Regions from separate parts of the Sus scrofa genome. Here regions 2, 3, 4 and 5 are each linked to region 1. Evidence: chromatin contacts called from public Hi-C and promoter capture Hi-C data. All regions are on one chromosome and are shown on one strand. The core of a region is the stretch at or near the end of the contact, and the rest is flanking DNA. Distances in the headings are between cores, read along the strand shown.

The links. Promoter capture Hi-C pulls out the DNA fragments that hold promoters and counts their contacts. A called contact is a pair of places that touch in the nucleus more often than the background predicts.
Region 2: a contact with region 1 is called in a Hi-C map of skeletal muscle, with 6 times the contacts expected there. The contact joins the promoter of DAZAP1 here to the promoter of PTBP1 in region 1. A contact is called at or near these places in 2 of 5 promoter capture datasets (fetal skeletal muscle and liver) and 3 of 47 Hi-C or Micro-C datasets (liver and skeletal muscle).
Region 3: a promoter capture Hi-C map of fetal liver shows a contact between it and region 1, with 2.0 times the contacts expected there. The contact joins the promoter of CIRBP here to the promoter of PTBP1 in region 1. A contact is called at or near these places in 2 of 5 promoter capture datasets (fetal liver and liver) and 1 of 2 datasets of contacts at active chromatin or transcription factors (skeletal muscle).
Region 4: a contact with region 1 is called in a promoter capture Hi-C map of liver, with 4 times the contacts expected there. The contact joins the promoter of MIDN here to the promoter of PTBP1 in region 1. A contact is called at or near these places in 2 of 5 promoter capture datasets (fetal liver and liver) and 1 of 2 datasets of contacts at active chromatin or transcription factors (alveolar macrophages).
Region 5: a promoter capture Hi-C map of liver shows a contact between it and region 1, with 4 times the contacts expected there. The contact joins the promoter of STK11 here to the promoter of PTBP1 in region 1. A contact is called at or near these places in 1 of 5 promoter capture datasets (liver) and 3 of 47 Hi-C or Micro-C datasets (embryonic fibroblasts, liver and skeletal muscle).

What each region holds. Positions count from the first base shown.
Region 1 is chr2:77,561,680-77,564,853 of Sscrofa11.1, forward strand. It overlaps PTBP1 (polypyrimidine tract binding protein 1), which reads right to left and starts at 1,437. Exons shown (of 15, transcript NM_214231.2): 1 at 1,339-1,437. The coding sequence starts at 1,346. It overlaps LOC102159224 (a long non-coding RNA gene), which reads left to right and starts at 1,638. Exons shown (of 2, transcript XR_001307040.2): 1 at 1,638-3,174.
Region 2 is chr2:77,069,003-77,072,176 of Sscrofa11.1, forward strand. It overlaps DAZAP1 (DAZ associated protein 1), which reads right to left and starts at 1,482. Exons shown (of 12, transcript NM_001244506.1): 1 at 1,331-1,482. The coding sequence starts at 1,359.
Region 3 is chr2:77,192,731-77,195,904 of Sscrofa11.1, forward strand. It overlaps CIRBP (cold inducible RNA binding protein), which reads right to left and starts at 1,567. Exons shown (of 5, transcript NM_001246197.1): 1 at 1,514-1,567; 2 at 335-476; 3 at 140-246; 4 at 1-46. The coding sequence starts at 437.
Region 4 is chr2:77,211,642-77,214,815 of Sscrofa11.1, forward strand. It overlaps MIDN (midnolin), which reads right to left and starts at 1,564. Exons shown (of 9, transcript XM_021084261.1): 1 at 1,427-1,564; 2 at 1-223.
Region 5 is chr2:77,247,800-77,250,973 of Sscrofa11.1, forward strand. STK11 (serine/threonine-protein kinase STK11) reads right to left here and starts at 1,523. Exons shown (of 10, transcript XM_021084263.1): 1 at 147-1,523. The coding sequence starts at 436.

The sequences.
Region 1 (3,174 bases), core at 187-2,686:
AGCGACTCATGGCTTCCTACTCCCGGGGAGGGCCTCGGACACAGGAAGTATTTTACATAAAATGGCCTTTCTGGAAAAGATTTCCAGCCCTTCCAAAGAGAAGGCTGGCCAAACAGAAAGCCCCCACCACCCCAACACTGACAAGAGACTGCAGATGGGACTGGGCTCCCCAAATCACACCTGGGGGAGGATGCTCCCCAGGACAGTTCTTGAGAAAGGAAGCAAAACTCGAAAACTTGACCAGACCGCCAAGAAAACACTTCCCGGCGAGATTCCACCGGCGGGCTCCTGAGCACCCTGGCTCGGGAAGGGGTTCTCTGGGCAGATCCACCCAAACCAAGCCAAGGCAGACCACGAGGAGATCAAGTTCCTCTCGCAGCAGCAATTTTTCTGAAAGACTGGCCTTAATTCAGTCTGAAACCTATCATTTCAAACCCGAAGCACCCAAAGCACGTGACCCTCAGGGCATTTTTAGTCGCCCGCCTGCCGCCCAGTCCGGCTGAAAGGAGGGCTTGCTCAAAACTCACAAACAAGATACCCAACTTCACCGCGTTCTGTCCCTTTTCCTGAAAAGAGCCCCGGCCGCCACGCGCGCCCCCGCCCCAGGTTGGTAGAGGCCTCCGGCACCTCGGCACACCGGGAGTTGCTCGGGTCGCCAACTGCCCCGCCCCCATCGCGCCCGGAGCAACGCGCCCGGGGCGCCTCCCCGGGACGCCGGGCGGGAACAAAGGGGGCGGCGGAGGACCCGCGCCCTTCTGGGCAGGAGGGCGGCGTCTTCGGCCGCGCCCGGGCCCGCGGCGGGCGGGGGAGGCCGGGGCAGAGTCCGCGCGGCGGGAAAGGCCGCGCACGCGCGCCAGAACCAACGGGGGGGGGTGTGCGAAGGATCGCGCACGCGCGGGGCCCACACGCGGCGCGCCCAGGAGGTACGGGGCGCGGGAAGGGCCACACAGGGCGGCTAGCGGAGGCCGTACAGGGCGCCGGAAGGGCCACGCAACGCGCATCAAGGGCGGCGCGTGCGCGCGGAAACCGGACGTGAAGCGGGAAGGGCCCCGCGGCCGCCGCGTGCGTTCGGGACGGGCCGCGTGGACACCGGAAGCGAACAGGGCTCGGCCAGCCACCCACCTCCCCCAGACCCCCGCCCCCTCGCGACCCCGGCAGCCTCTCCCCGGGCCGCATCCCAGACCTGGGGGAAGGGAAGGAAGACAGAAGCGCCCGGGGGCCCAGGGTGGAGGCGGAGCGGCGCGCCGGGACTGTCGTCCCGAGGAAGCCCCGGCAACGGCCAGGGGAAAGGCTGGAGAGCGAGAGGGACGGCAGAGAGCGCAGACAAGCACGACTCACCCGTCCATTGCACACACAGGAGACCCGCGGGGGACGGAGTGGAGGCGCCGGAATAGCAGGAACCGACCCAACGGCTCCGAGTTATAGACTCACAAAATGGCGGAGACGCCCGAACACGTCCCCCGCGCGCTCTGCCCATTGGCTCCCATCGCGCAGATGGGCGGGGCCAGCACCTCGGGACCCCGCCAGAGCCTCCCAATGGCTAGAAGGCCGCTCGAGGGGTGGGGCCAAACAGAATTGCAGGCGACCATTGGAGAAGGCGACCATACATCAGAGCTTGAGGCGGAAACGGCCCGTGTAGTCGGGGGAGGGGAGACAAGATGAGACCACGTGACGGCGCCTGTGCCTGTGGGCGAGCTGCCCTCCTGCGTGGGGCTTTCCGGGAGAAGCCATCTTGAGAGTGGGTACGTGGCGGGTCAGGCGGCGGGAAGCGTGCTTCCCCCAGGCTGCCGCCATCTTGCAAACGGGCATAGTCTACCTCCGCCTAGGGCGCGAGGGTAAAGAGAGGTGCGTCGCCATCTTGAGGTTGGGCAGAAAAACTATAGGGCTCCATCTTGCTTGTGGGCACCTGCCCGATGTCTGATTCCAACTCAGACGGCCCTATTGGGTTAGCGCGCGGGGATCTGGCGGTCTAACGCGTCCCAGATGCGGGTGGGCTCTTTCCACCGCTGGCCACCAAGCATGCTTCGCGATGTGGTCAGGGGTTGTCCCGACTGTCTTTTGTTCACCCCAGAGCAACGAAGCCCGACCAGGGTCCCCTCCCCTGACTGCGGGAATGGAGAAACCGAGGCCCGGGGCGCACGGTAACTCCGCCCGCCCTGTACTCTGGGAAATCGAGGCCTGGGATCCACCATCGTCGGGCGTTGAGGATGGACTGGGTCTCCATCTCATCGGCAGAACACCCCGAACTTATCCCGGGGAGTGGAGACTTAAGAGTTGATCAGGGCTGGGCGGTAGGGGTGCCCTCGGGAGGAGTGGCAGAAACCAGGGCCCGCTGAATGGGGTGAGTGGGGGAGGGGCAGACCAAGTCGAAGAGGCCAGAACCAGGGAGGCCCGTGGCAGTGGTGATGATCCGCTTTCCCAGGCTTTTGGAAGCCTCGCAGACCTTCAGTAAATAGAGGAAAATGTCGTAAATATTGTTTGCTATACACCTCGTGCTGAAAACTGGATTTTTTATTTTTTTTGGCTGTAGCTGTGTTTCGTGGATGTTCCCGGGCCAGGGATAGAACCTCTGTCACCCTGGTCTCAGCAGTCAGTAACAACCCGGGATCCTTAAATTGCTGCGCCACAGCAGAACTCTGAAAAGGGGATTTTTTAAATTTTTAGAGAGGGAGAAGAAATGATGTTTCTTATTTCCCTAAAGGGAGATCAGGCTTTTGCTCCTGCCTCTCAGGTCGGTTTTAGCTTGGGCGGAGTCATAGCAACAGCACCCCTTTCAGGGCCATGCGCAGGCCTGGACTGGGCCCAGGAGCCTTGGGGTAGGCCACTCCCGAGCCAGCGGACTTTCAGGGATTAGAGGCGGCTGCTGATTTCCACAGAGGCCTCCCACCCAGCGGTCCTTGGCTCTCTCTTTGGCCTAAGGCTATCTGAAGTCCAAGACCGGCTAATTGGGAATGTCCTGGTGGATTTCGGAGAATCCCCAACACATTCCTGGGGATTTGCTGCCTCCAGGACTGTGTCGGCCCTAGGCTCTAGGTACCACCAGACTCAGCTGCTCATTTGTTGCCTCAGTGACTAGTGCCAGCAACGGTCCCCTTGACAGCAGGCAGGGCTGATGGAGACATGGGAGTACTCCCGCCCAGCCTTATTGGTGGACCCTCCACCAGGTTCCTACCA
Region 2 (3,174 bases), core at 232-2,731, 490 kb before region 1:
CAAGCATTTTGTAAACACCTCATCTGTTCAAAGCTAAGGCCACTGAAAAATGTACACAAGGCCACGGAAACCCAGCCCAGGCTGTTTTGCCATCTTCCCAGAATTTAACTGTAAAATTACGCTGATGCTGTAGGAGCCAGTCTCTGCAAAGAAAACTAGACCAAACCCCTAGACCAGAGCAGAATTGGATTTTCTGGTTCCTCTGGGATCACTTCTCTCATCTACAGCCCGTTTAGCATTAGGCAAAGCTATAATTAAAAGGGAAAACCTAGCTATAACAAACCTCCTCTAATAGCTGCACCAAAGAGAAAGACCTCTGAAGCAAAGCTGTCTGTCCACCGCCGTTTCCCTTTCTCTTTATCTTAAGCACACCCATGGGGGTTAGCTGGGGGCAAAGCAGAAAGGGGCTCCAACAACAAAAAACAGTTGCAAACAACCCATCAGGTGGTGTGGAGGCGCTGAGACGGTGGGCACCACAGGGCACGAGGAGTGCCAACCAGAGATCGGCCCCATGACCTTGGCCTTCAGCCTTCGGTTTGCAAACCTTCACTTAGGAGGACAGGGGATGGTGAAGGGGACCATCGCTCGAGTTCCGGGAGGGAGAAGTTGGGCGGCGGCAGAACTGGATCCCCCCGCACCCCGGCCCGCCACGTGCGCTGACGCGCCAAGTTTGTGCACGGGCTGGGGGTGCCCTGGATCCCTTGGGTTTCTTTTCGAGGTCCCCGAGGAGAAACAGGAGCACGGGGCCCCCAAAGGGAAACCCTGGCATGCCCGGGTGCAGACAAGGTGGTTCCTAACTGGGGGTCCGCCAGCCAAGCCGTAAACTCTAGCTTGGAGGAGGGGTCCGCCCCCGGCAAAAGACTGCGAGGGCTCCCAGGTTTCCACTCTGGGTTCCCGGCCAGGAAACAGCGGGGCGCTGAGACCGCTAGGACTCCCTGGGCTCCCGGGTCCCGCTCGGGGTCTCCAGCCACAAGGCGGCGGGACGCCCGGACCCTCAGGACTCCCAGACCCTCAGGACTCCCAGTTTCCATTCGAGGTCTCTGGCCACGAGGTTATCAGGACTCCTGAACACCTCCCCCGACTCCCCGGACCCCCAGCCACGAGGTAGCAAGGCGCTCTCCCCCTCAAGACTCCTCGGACCCTAGCTTCCTGTCTGGGGTGCCCGGCCACGAGGCGGCGGGGCGTCCGGCCCCCAAGGTTCCCTCCGCTCTTCGCAGCCCCCTGCCCCACAGCAGCCGGCTCGGCGCGGCCCCGCGGCGTGACCTTGACGGGCCGGGCGGGTCTGGGCGGGGGCCGGCCGAAGCAGCGGCGCGGGCCGGCGCGTCCTCACCCGATCTCGTCGGCGCCCGAGTTGTTCATGGCGGCGGCGGCGGCGGCGGCGGCGGCGGCGGCGGCGCTCGGCGTCCGGGCCCCCTGGCTCGCTCCCGCCTCCGGAAGGTCACTGGCCCCAGCACCCTCCCCACAGCCGCGGCCCGGATCTGCGCAACGGCGACGGCCGCGCTGCCTCCTCCCCTCAGCGCCAACGGTCACCGCGCGCCCCCGCGCCCGCGCCGCCGCCCTGCGCACACCCGGGCGCGCTCCCGCACGGGGCCTCCGGGGGCGGGGCCAGGGGTGCGCCCGCGTGCTTGCGTGCGTGCGTGCGTCCGCCGGGGCCCTCGCTACCGCAGCTCGGCAACCGCAAGTCGGCCTTTCTCCTCGAGGGCTGCTAGCGTCGCAGTGGGGCACACTGGGAAATGGAGTCCTGCGCGCCGGCGGCGGCGCCGGCCCCGCCCCGAGGGCGTGCGCGTGCTGCGTGCGTGCGTGCGCGGCGGGACGCGTGCGCGGCCAGGCGCTCGGGGCTAGGCACTGCGGGGCGCAGGCGCGGCTGCGGCTTCCTTGTTCAGTCTCTAGTGGGAGGTGGCGGAGGCCTGTCGGTGTCGGCCGTGAGCTGAGGCCACGCCCACACCCCCGCGGAGCCGCTAGAGGCCAAGTTCTGCACCTGCACCTCGGTTGCGCGCTCTGCACCCCCGCCCCAGTCTCCCAGAAGATACAGACGGTCTGATAGACTCAGTTATCTGCCCAAGGTCACCCATTCAAGGGAAGAACTGGAATCAAATCCAATAGTTGGCTGTAAATCCAATGATTATGAAAACATACTGAGTCCCTGCCATGTGCCAAGCATTGTCCTGCCCTCATCTGTCCACACCGGTGGTTTTCATCCAGAATGATTCAGCCTCCCTCTCGTCCAGGGGATACTGAGCCATGCCAGTCACCACTGGGTGAGGGGGTGCTACCAGCATCTAGTGGGTGGAGGTCAGGGACTGGTAAATATCCTACAATGGGCAGGGAACGCCAAACCCAGGTCTACAATGACCCTATTAAAAGCTGATCTGTATGGTGGTGTCAGATAGTGGTCATGCTGCCTAGTGACTTTCCACTCACTGTCTCAACGTCTTGATAGCCTGACAATTAATTTATTCACCATAAAATTACATGAATGTGAGGAATGAAGGAACTAGGTCATAGGTAAGCAGTAACACATAAAACACTTAAAATGCACCTTCCTTCCATCACATTACAGTTTGCAAAGCACTTTGGCATCCATATCATCAATTACAGTAGCCTCTGAACAGGATAACTCATGAGTTGCACTTGCAAATGAGAAGCAGAGGCTCAGCAGAGGAGGAAGGATTGGCCTTAGGTGGCATGAGGCAGGTGTTCTCTCTTGCCCAGGAGTGGGGGTGGAGGACACTTAAGTTTTCCAGGTCAGAAAAGAACAGTAACACTTGGTGGGGGCTGGCTCCCTACTCTGGGGGAACGCAAACGTGGTGAATGGAGAGGAGTGTGCTAGGGGAAAGCTGAGGGGTGTGTAGTGAGGAAGTGAGCAAAAATGGGGGGCCAGCTGCCACTATCCTTCCAACAGTGGAAGCTCAGCAACCCCCAAATGCTGGGCTGAGTGCAGACAGACAGACATGCCCCAAGATGCTCACAGCCCACCCCATTATTAGAGGAGCAGAAAACTGGCATCAACCCACATGTCCCTCCATTGGTGACTGGATAAATAAACCACAAAGGGTGTGAATGAAATGCACAGGATGCAGTCAAATGAAGGAAGCCAGACACAAACAGTTTAAAATAATATACTTTACAAAACAGACACCTACCAGGGATAAAATAACAAGCAGCCATGTACCT
Region 3 (3,174 bases), core at 317-2,816, 370 kb before region 1:
ATGACTTCCCGGCCTGGTCAACCCGGATCTGCCGCCCATCCACAGACTGGAGACCAGAAGTCGATATGGTTAGCCCCCGCACCTCCTGCACTCAGGTTGCAGCCCGGACCTTCTAGACCCCAGGACAGCCGCCTCTCACCTTCCCGTTCATGGCCATCATAGCGTCCTTGGCGTCATCAATGTTCTCAAAGGTGACAAACCCAAAGCCCCTCGATCGCTGGGTCTCCCTGTCCTTCACTACTACCACTGTGCAAGGGAGAGGTCTGAGGTCAGTACCCAGCTCTCCCTGTGAGCGGCCTTGCTCAGCTGCCAGCCAATCTGGAACCAGCCTCACCTTCTGAGATCTGCCCATATTTTGAGAAGACCTGCTCCAGCGACTGCTCATTGGTGTCAAAGCTCAGCCCTCCAACGAAAAGTTTGCCCTCGTCTGATGCCATGGTCACCTGTGGCAAACACCACTGAAATCCTCAGAGGTCCTGCAGGGGCCGGGAGAATCACCCCCTCGCCGTTTTTTACTTTAGACAAATAACACACGCTCCTGGGACAAACATTGGAAAATTGCTTTTGTGCCCTTTAACCATCCCAAGCTCATACCTAGGGCTTAATTCAAACAAGCCCTTGATTCCTTTATCACTCCCCCTTGCCCCTTTTCTGTGCTTGGGCCAACTCCACTCCCGAAATTGGGGGCTCCCGGAAGGCTAGGGCCAGACCGCGGTTCTGCAGCAAGCACTCTTCAGTGCTGCCTGGATTTGGGACCCCAAAACTCCAGCTACGCTGACACCCTCTCAGGACGTTTAGGGCTGGACAATGAAGGAAGGCATCAATCTCCACTGCCACCGGCTGAGTGCACACTGGCTTCTGTCTTTTGCTAACATGTCGGGGGGTGGGGAGGGAGCTAACTTCTAACCCTCTCTATTATACAGGGGCGGCAAAGTGCTTGGTCTACTGTAGGGTGCTATGATGTTAAAAAGGAGCGGGATGTGGGGAGGTGCTGACTTAAAGCGACCCTTTACAGGAAAGGGGCCTGCGCTGAATGACTCCAAAACCAGGCCTGAAGACGACCCGCAGCCTTGCAACCCCTTGCAAGTTTGGGCCCAAACCTGGGGATCGGAGAGTGGGCGGCACCCATGATGTGCCGCCCTCACACAACTCCAACAGGAAAGAGGGGAGTAGCCCCGGCCCCGCCCCCGCGCATGCGCCCCGCCTGCGGCTTGCGCCACTCCATCCGGGTACCCGGGGCTCCCGCCATTTCGCTGGGCGCAGCCTCGCTCTCGCGGCCGCCATTTTACGGCGGTGACCCGCTCGCGGCGCTCTAGCCCGCGGAGGACGTCCTCCGGCCGCGGCACGGCCCGGTCTCCGCAACCCCTCTCCGCCGGCGGAGCGGACTCCACCCCGGACCCGCCCCGGTACCGCCCCCCGCCCAGGGGCGTGCTGCCACCGCCCCGCCTTGGCCGGCCCGCCTTGGCCGCCCGCCGCCCCGGGCCCGCGGAGCCGGTACCGCCAGGGCCCTCACCACTGAGTTGGGCAGGTCCCTGGCGCAGGCGGGAAGACAGCACAGCACAACGGCCTGAGCCTTCTAACGCGCGAATGAGGGGGGGCAGTTTCCGGGTACGGCCTTTTGTACGCTGCCGCTGGGACCCGCCCCCCCTAAGCCCGCCCCCATCCCCCCCTCCCCGAGTCGGCCAATCCAGGGCCCCTGAGGGCGTGGCTGTGCCTCACATTTATGAGTTGGGGGGCTGGGCCTGTGCCGACCCCGCCCCCTCCCGCGTGCTGGCGGGGGTCAAAGTGCCTGGCGGGGATGCGCATGGTCTGCAGTCTCCAGACCATGACGGGGGGCGGGGCCAGCGCGCTGCTGGGCGGAGCTGACCCACTTCCGCGTGCCAGTCCCTGGCCTGCGGCGGGGAACAAAAGGGGTTCAGGCTGCTGCTTCCTCCTGGGAAAGCTCCCTGGCCGCTGCAACCCCGTCCTTTGCAGTGCTCCAATAATCGCCCACATAGGACCTCAGCCAGATCCCCATACGCACCTGAGGATCAGCTCTCAGACACCCCAACTGATGAATCCTGACATCAGTTCTTATATATTTGCCAACGTGTAACCGACACCCCAGAGTGCCCAGAACCCAATGCTCCTGAATGTCCCGCTTAACGTGACTGGCCCCAAAGCCCTCCCAAAAATATTCGTCATGATCCCATTCTTCCTACTTTACAACTTTGGGGTACCCCAATTTCACCCAACCCAGTTTGCCTACAAATCCCAACTTGCATCCTGACTTCACTCCGTCTAGTGCAACGCCCACACCCCCAGTCAGCTGGCCAGACCCTTTTGTGCATCCCAGCACTAGATGGCTGGCTGACCTTGTCCTGGCCTCTCAAACCCACAATTGGGCGCAGCCCTGAGTCCCACTGGACCTCAACATTCAGCTCAGCCCCCGCCTCCCCTTAATCACGTGCTCCAGCACCCCCCCCAACACTATTCTGCACTCCCTTGGCTCCTCCCCCTGAATCTTTTTCCTGTATGAAAGTCCGAATCCGGAGGCCTCTGCAACAGGAGAACCAGGTTTGCAGGGATCTTTACCCCCAGGGCTGCTCCTCTGGATCCCCATGCCCTCTTTATGGGAGCCCCTCTCACGGCCACCACTTTCACCCTGCCCAGGCCTTGGTTACACTACCTTCTGTGTCGCAGAACCCTCCATGGGGTGGAAAAAGCTTGCACAGCTGCTTAAGGGTAGCGAGTTGCCTGCTGAGGCGAGGGTTTCATCTCCTGCCTGGTGCAGTGGGTTAAGGATCTGGCACTGTTGCAGCTGTGGCAGGTATTCAATCCCTGGCTGAGGAAATTCCATCTGCTGCTGGTGCAGGCATAAAATTAACAACAACAAAATGCTAGTGTAGACCCCTGCCTGCCCAGACCAGAGGCCCAAGCTATATCCCTAGAAAGTCTTAAAAGGGCAGACCCTCTGCATAAAAACAGGGGGATTTTAGAGCAGAGACCCATGCTTTGCTTTGCTGCCTGCCCCAGAAAAGTTCCAGTCCCACTCCAGGAGCCAGACTCTGTCACACCATAGTGACAGAGTCTGGCTCTGGATCTAGCTGATGCAGTAGGGACCTGAGCATGGACGCTGACTCCTGTAACAGGATCGTTGGGACACCTCCTTGGCTCAGGATCCCCTTCCCCAGG
Region 4 (3,174 bases), core at 314-2,813, 350 kb before region 1:
CAAATATCCGAGTGGCGCTCCGGGGTCGCGTCGGCTCTTCGCGGCGCCTTCCTGGGTGGGGACTGCACTCGCGGCTCCTTTCAAGGGCGGTGGGTACAGGGAAGGGTCCTGGAGGAGAGGACGCCGCTCCGCGGACCGCACTCAGGTCCGTCTGCCGCTCGGGCCGCGCTTCCCCGCGCGTCCCCTCCCTTAGCAACAGCCGCCGCCGCCGCCGCTGGAGGATCTGGGGGTGAAAGTAACAAGAAAAAAAAGTTATAATGTATCAACGTTCCGAGGGGCGGGGCTGCCGCCCCCTCCCATTCACTACTTACTCCGACGGCCCGAGCCGACCTATCAGCGCGCGCCGAACGCCCAGTCAGCCACGCGAGCCGACCAATGGGAGCCGCCGCAGAGCCGCCCCACGTGGCCGCGCGGACCGCCCCTCGCCCCGCCTCCGGCCCGGCGACCAAACGGAACGCGGCGGGGGCGGGGCTGGCTCCGCTCCGGCCCGCCCCCGCGCCCCCCGCCCCGCCGCGGCCATTCATAAGGCCTGGGCCCGCAACAAAGGGCTGGCGGCCCGACTTGGGGGTGGGGGCTGGGGGCGCCGGACCCTAGTGAGAAGTGGCGTGCCTTGTGGGAGGGCAGCGGCCTCGCGCCTTACGACCAGTGAGCCGGGGCCTCCCCCTTAGCTCGACCGGGTAGCCGCTGTGAGCGGAAGCGGGAGGCAATCCCCGTGCCTCGTGGCCGTGTCCCAGCCGGGAGGCTCGCGAGGGGGTCGGCCCGGGGTGCCCCCAACCTGAGAGGCTTAATGCTCGGGCGAGGGGTGGGGCTGCGGGCGGGGCGTTCACTCCGGTGACGTGGCCGGTGCCGGAGGGCCCCTCCCGCGCCAGTGCCACCTCGCGTCCCACCCCCGTCCCGCGGGCCGGGCCCGCTTCCCGAGTCGCGCCCGCCGGAGCCGTGACGTGACGCGGCGTCCCCGGCTGCGCCCGCGCGCGCCGCTCCGGGCTGCGGTGAGTCAGCAGCGCCGGCGCGCCCTCTGCCGGCCCCGCCCGGGAGCTCTGCCCAGAGACCCAAGAAGGGGGTGCCGAGGCCGCCCCGGGCATGGGGCAGGCCGACCGGACTCCAGGCTTTGGGGAAGCTTCGCTAGGACTGTGAAGCTTCCGAGTTAGAAGACTTGGGGCCGCACAGCCAGGGAAACTGAGGCGGAACAAAAACTAGCTCAAGGTCACTCGCGGGGAGGGGGAGTGCCCGGTGGGCGGGGCGGGGGCAGAGGTCCAGCCTGCATAGTGCTGGCTGGGCCGTCTCTCCCATTCCACGTCCAGGGGGGCTCCCCAGACCTGGAGACCCCCTCAACCCTGCCTGCTCGAAGAACAAAGAAAAGTGGGACACTCTTAACTGCCTAGAGTGTAAATCCCCCTCTCGGCCGCAAGGTCCGGCCCTTACTCACCGGGAGCAGCCAGTCCTGAGATCCCAACTGTCCTGAGTGTACCCACGTCCAGGCCGAGTGCGTGGTGGCGGAGCCGGTCTGGGGCCGAGCAGGCGGCCCCCGAGCCTTTATCCGCGCCGCCTTCCCTCGGGGTGGAGTTTGGGCGGCCAGGGGGCGGGGGGGGGTGCGGGCTGGCAGTGACGCAGGCCGGCCCCCGCCCCTGCCTGCCGGCCTGGGCCCTGGGGCGCCGTCAGGCCAGGGCCACCCGCCTCCTAAGCCCAGCCCAGTAAACGAGCGAGGAAAGTGGGGGGACTTCTTGAATGCTACAAACTCGGGCACACCCGCACTCCGGCCCCGCAGGACAGGGTCTTGGGTAGCACAGCTGGATTCCCCTGCCCTGCCCCCTTTTCTGCCGCCCCAGGCCCGGTGCTTCCACCTGGGGGCGCCCGCATGGGGGAGCCTGAGTCAGCGGCTGCGGTCCAGGAAAACAGGCCAGTCACCTGCCTGCTGTGGGGGTGCCACAGCCAGCTGCCAGGGCCGCCCAGCCTTCTGCATCCCTTAACGGTGACCTCAGAGAGCATTTATGGAGCGATTCACCAGCGCCGGGCCTTGCACATCCAGTCACCACCCAATGTGCTTTGTGACCCCGGAGGGCAATGACCTTTGGGAGCTTCAGTTTCTCAAGGGTGCCGGTGGAATGAAGTGAGAGACTACAGCAGATCTCACTCTGGAGCTGGGGAGTGTGGGGCCCTCACCTAGGTCCAGCGCTATTGTCATCACATCACTAAGCATGCTCACCAGCTGGTGTTCAAACTCGGGGGTGAGCAAAATTACCCTACCAATTTCTTAGGTGAGGAAACTGAGGCCACACAGCCAGTAACAGACAGAAACCTGGCACATCTTTAGGTTTCTCCCAGCAGATCGCCTGTGTAGGGGGACTTCCCAAGAGTGACCCTGGCTGAGAATGGGCCCTTTCTGTCCTCCTTCCCTTCTGTCCAGAGGAGGGGGAACCCCAGACTACCCCCATTCACTTATCTGGTGTCTCCTTTATCTGACCTGACCACCTCCACCCCACCCCTGCCCTGGGTGCCCTTCCCAGGGCTGTGCTCCTTTCCAGGTCTCCAGGCCCCCCCACCCCGTCACAGGCACACCCAGACACTCCCAGCCCACAGGGTCAGGGCCAGGCCCAAGGGAGGGACCAGTGGAGCCCTTGGGAGCAGGTCCTGGAGTTAAGATGGATAGGACTTTGCCAGAGGAAGAGAAAAATGCTTCCAGGAGCAGTGGTCAGTGCAGAGCAGAGGCAGAGGCTGGAGTGAGTGCCCAAGATCTGGTGGTAGGTCCTGGCCGGCTCTGCCTCCAGATATAGGGGAGGTAGCACAGAGAGCTATATGGGCTCTGAGGCTGAAGTAATCAATGCTGGAGGGCTCCAGGAGGGGGGACCAAGAAGCCCCAAGGTGGGCAGGTGGCTGTGTATGTATGGGGGTGGGGGGAGGGGTGCTGCGAAATCCCAGGCAGGTCTGTGATCTCACTGGTCCCCTTGCTGGGCCCAGCTCTTCTAGCTGCAGCTGTCCTCCTGGAACGAGCTGAGGGTCAAACACTGGGGGAGGGGGCTGGTGGCCCCTGCCTGGCTCTGCAAGTCCAAGATGATAAACATTCCAGGTGATAAACGTCCAGAGTCAGCCTGCTTCCGGTTCTTTCCCACTAAGAGCATGCCTGTGGAGTTCCTGTTGTGGCTCAGTGATAACGAACCTGACTAGTATCCATGGGGA
Region 5 (3,174 bases), core at 273-2,772, 310 kb before region 1:
GTCACCCACAACCTTCCCGGCGGTTCAGCTCAGGTTCTTAAGGAAAGGGAGTATGGAAGGTAGAAACGGAGAAAAGAAGGGAGGGAGGAAGGAAGGATTGAAAGAAGGAAGGAGACCTCACCCCAACCCAGGAAGTCGGCACTTACTTCTTCACATTGGCCTCCCCGTTGGGGATCCTTCGCAACTTCTTCTTCTTGAGGATTTTGACAGCTCTCCTGCACAGCGTTTCTGAGTCCAGCACCTCCTTCACTTTGCCATACGACCCCTCCCCCAGCAGGTCCCCCATCAGGTACTTGCCGATGAGCTTGGCCCGCTTGCGGCGGGGCTGGTAGATGACCTCAGTAGAGTCGATGCGATGGATGAACGTGTCCATCCCCACCGACATCAGCTCGCCCTCTGTAAACATGCCCAGCTGCTGCGGGTCCGCCACATCCATCCTGGACCCTAGGGCTCCGACTCCCGCAGGCGATCTCTAATCCCCTTTGTGTACTTCCTGGTGAGCGGTTCTTCCTTTTGTCCCCCCTCCCCAAGATTCCCTTCTCCAAAAATAAAAGTCACAAAATCGCAAAAAGAAAAAAAAGAAAGAAAGAAAGAAAGAAAAAGAAAACCCTTCTTGGAAAAGAAACGATTGTACTGAACGTGAGTTCAAAAGGCGCGCCTGGTCCAAAGCCCGGACACCCGGGTGTGTGCAGCGTCCCAAGTTTTGCGGCCGCCCGGCCTCACAGTTTTGAGGCGGGCCGGCGCGTCCACGGGGGCCCTCGGGAGGCCGGTGGGGCCGGGAAGTGCTAGGTCATCCTCCAGGGACTTTAGACCCTCGAACGAACACGGACGCGGCCGGGTCGAGTCTTCTCCGCGCCGTCCATTACTAGCGAGCCATGGCGCGCGCCCGGGGCCCCGCGCAGGCCGGCCCCGGGGCCCCCAGAGCCGGGCAGGCGAGCTTCGCTGGGGATCCGGCGCGCTGCTCGGGGGCGGCTCCCGCCGGCCCCGCCGGCCGGGGCGCCCGAGACGCCGGCAGGTGCGTGTCCGGAGCGCACGGGGAACCTCTGTTTGGCCCCGCTGGCTCCCTCCAGCGCCGGGACTGCCCGGGGCCCGCCGGCCGCAGGGAGCGACCCCCGTCGGAGTCGGCCGCCGCCCGGGCGTCCGCACACCGGCCTGGGACCCCGAGCGGCCGCGCGGGCCCGGAGGGCGCCGCGCCCCAAACGGCAGCCCGCGCTCGGTCTGCGCCGGAACTCCGTCGGCCGCGGAACGCGGGGCGCGTGGAGCTCCGGGCGGCTGAGGCGGCGCAGGCCGCAGGCGCCGGGCCGGGGTTCCTGAGGCCGCCGGGGTCCGGGTGGCCCGTCCCCCGCCGCGGCCGCCGCGCGCGTGGAGCAGGCGGGGCGGCGCGGGGGCCCAGCCCATGCAAGGCGGCCGCGCTGCCGGCTGGCGCCCGCCGCCGCTGCCGCCGCGCCCCGCCTCACTCGAGGGCGCCCCGGGCCGCCTCCCCCTTCCGCGCCCTACACGCCGCCGCCATCTTGTTTATCTCCTCCCCCTCCCTGCGCCGCCGTGCCGCCGCACGCCCGTCGCGGACCCGCCCCTCGCGGCGCCGACGTGCACGTCCGTTGGCCGAGCCGCCTGGCCTCGACCCCCGAGGCGCGCCCCGCCGCCGCTCCTATTGGGCCGTTTGGATCCGGGCGGGCGCCCGAGCGGGGATTGGTTCCCGCTGGGCCCCGCCCCAGGGGTGGATACCGTTTGTTCATTGGCCTGAGGAAACGCCCGTCACGGCGAGGGGGCGGAAAGCAGGAGCCGGGAAGCGAAACCCGGGCGTTGACCTGGGAGGGGTTGGGAGCCGAGGTCGGAGGTCTGGAGTTCTAAAGTCTTCCATGGGACCGGGCGAGTGCAGTGCTCCTGGGCGGGGGCCGGGCTCGGGGACTCTGGTGCCCCTGCCTGGGCTCCTCAACCGAAACCCCGTTTGAGGCGAGGTCAAGGGTCAAAAAGTAGCCAAAGTGTACAATTCGAGGCAAAAAGCCTTTATTAAGTATCTCAGGCCAGATGGGTTGAGAAGGGCTCTGGATGATTTCTGCCCCAAAGGAATTCATGGGCTAAAACTCAGAACCCAGCTGGGATGGTGCCAGCAAAGTGCTTTGGGTGAAAAACAGAGTTGGCAAAATATGGCTTGATGAGGTGGAAAATACTTCCAGGCCTGTGTTTTTTAACCTGTTTTGCTTTTTGTTTGTTTGTATCACTACGTTCTTATTTTGCTGGGGCAAACTGCTTGTGAAACCTTGGGACTTGACACCATCAGATTTGGGTTCCAGGCTGGGAGTTCTTGACCCAACACCTGTGCACTCCCTAAGACTATGTGTGAAATGGAGCTCACCAGTATACACGTTCTTGGGGACATCCATGTGTCTCATCGGATTCTCAAATACCCAGAGAAGGGGGATTGCTATGGCTTTGAGGGATAGGAGTCCCAGGTCACACCAGTGTACCAGCCAGCCCTAATCAGAACATGGGAGTTAGCCCCAAATTCCTAAATCATAAACCAGAAACCAATGAAATACAACGGAAAAAGGGTAATGAAAACCAGGAGTTCCCCAGTGGCTAAGCGGGTTAAGGATCCCGTGTTGTCTTTGCTGTGGCCAGGGTTCAGTCCCTGGCCTGGGAACTTTCACGTGCCGCAGATTTGGGGTGGGAGTGGGAAGACTAAGGAAAGTCAGTGAAGCCAAAAGACTGTCTTTGAAAAGATCCAGAAACTTAATTAAACTGTAGCCAAATTGGTCAATAAAAAAAGATGGCCAATATTGAAGTAAGAACTAGAGAAACAACCTCCCCCCCCCCCCGCCCCCGCCGCCCCTGGCTGAAAAGGCAGCTACGTGCCTGTCAGCAGCTTTGCTTGCCACATACCACCTTTCTTGTAATCATGTAGCAACTACTTGCCTTATGTCCTTGCTAGCAGCCCTGCTAATCATGTTCCAAGCATTGCTTGTCAGCTTCTTAGGCAAGAACTCTGTCTGCTCCAGGAAGGTGGAGGGCCGGAGCTGCTTGCATGGGAAAACATTAAGATCTGGAAGTCTGTATTGCATAAAAGTTACTCAGGGAGTTCCCGTCCTGGCACAGGGGAAACGAATCCGACTAGGAACCATGAGGTTTCGGGTTCAATCCCTTGTCTCGCTCAGTGGGTTAAGGATCCGGTGT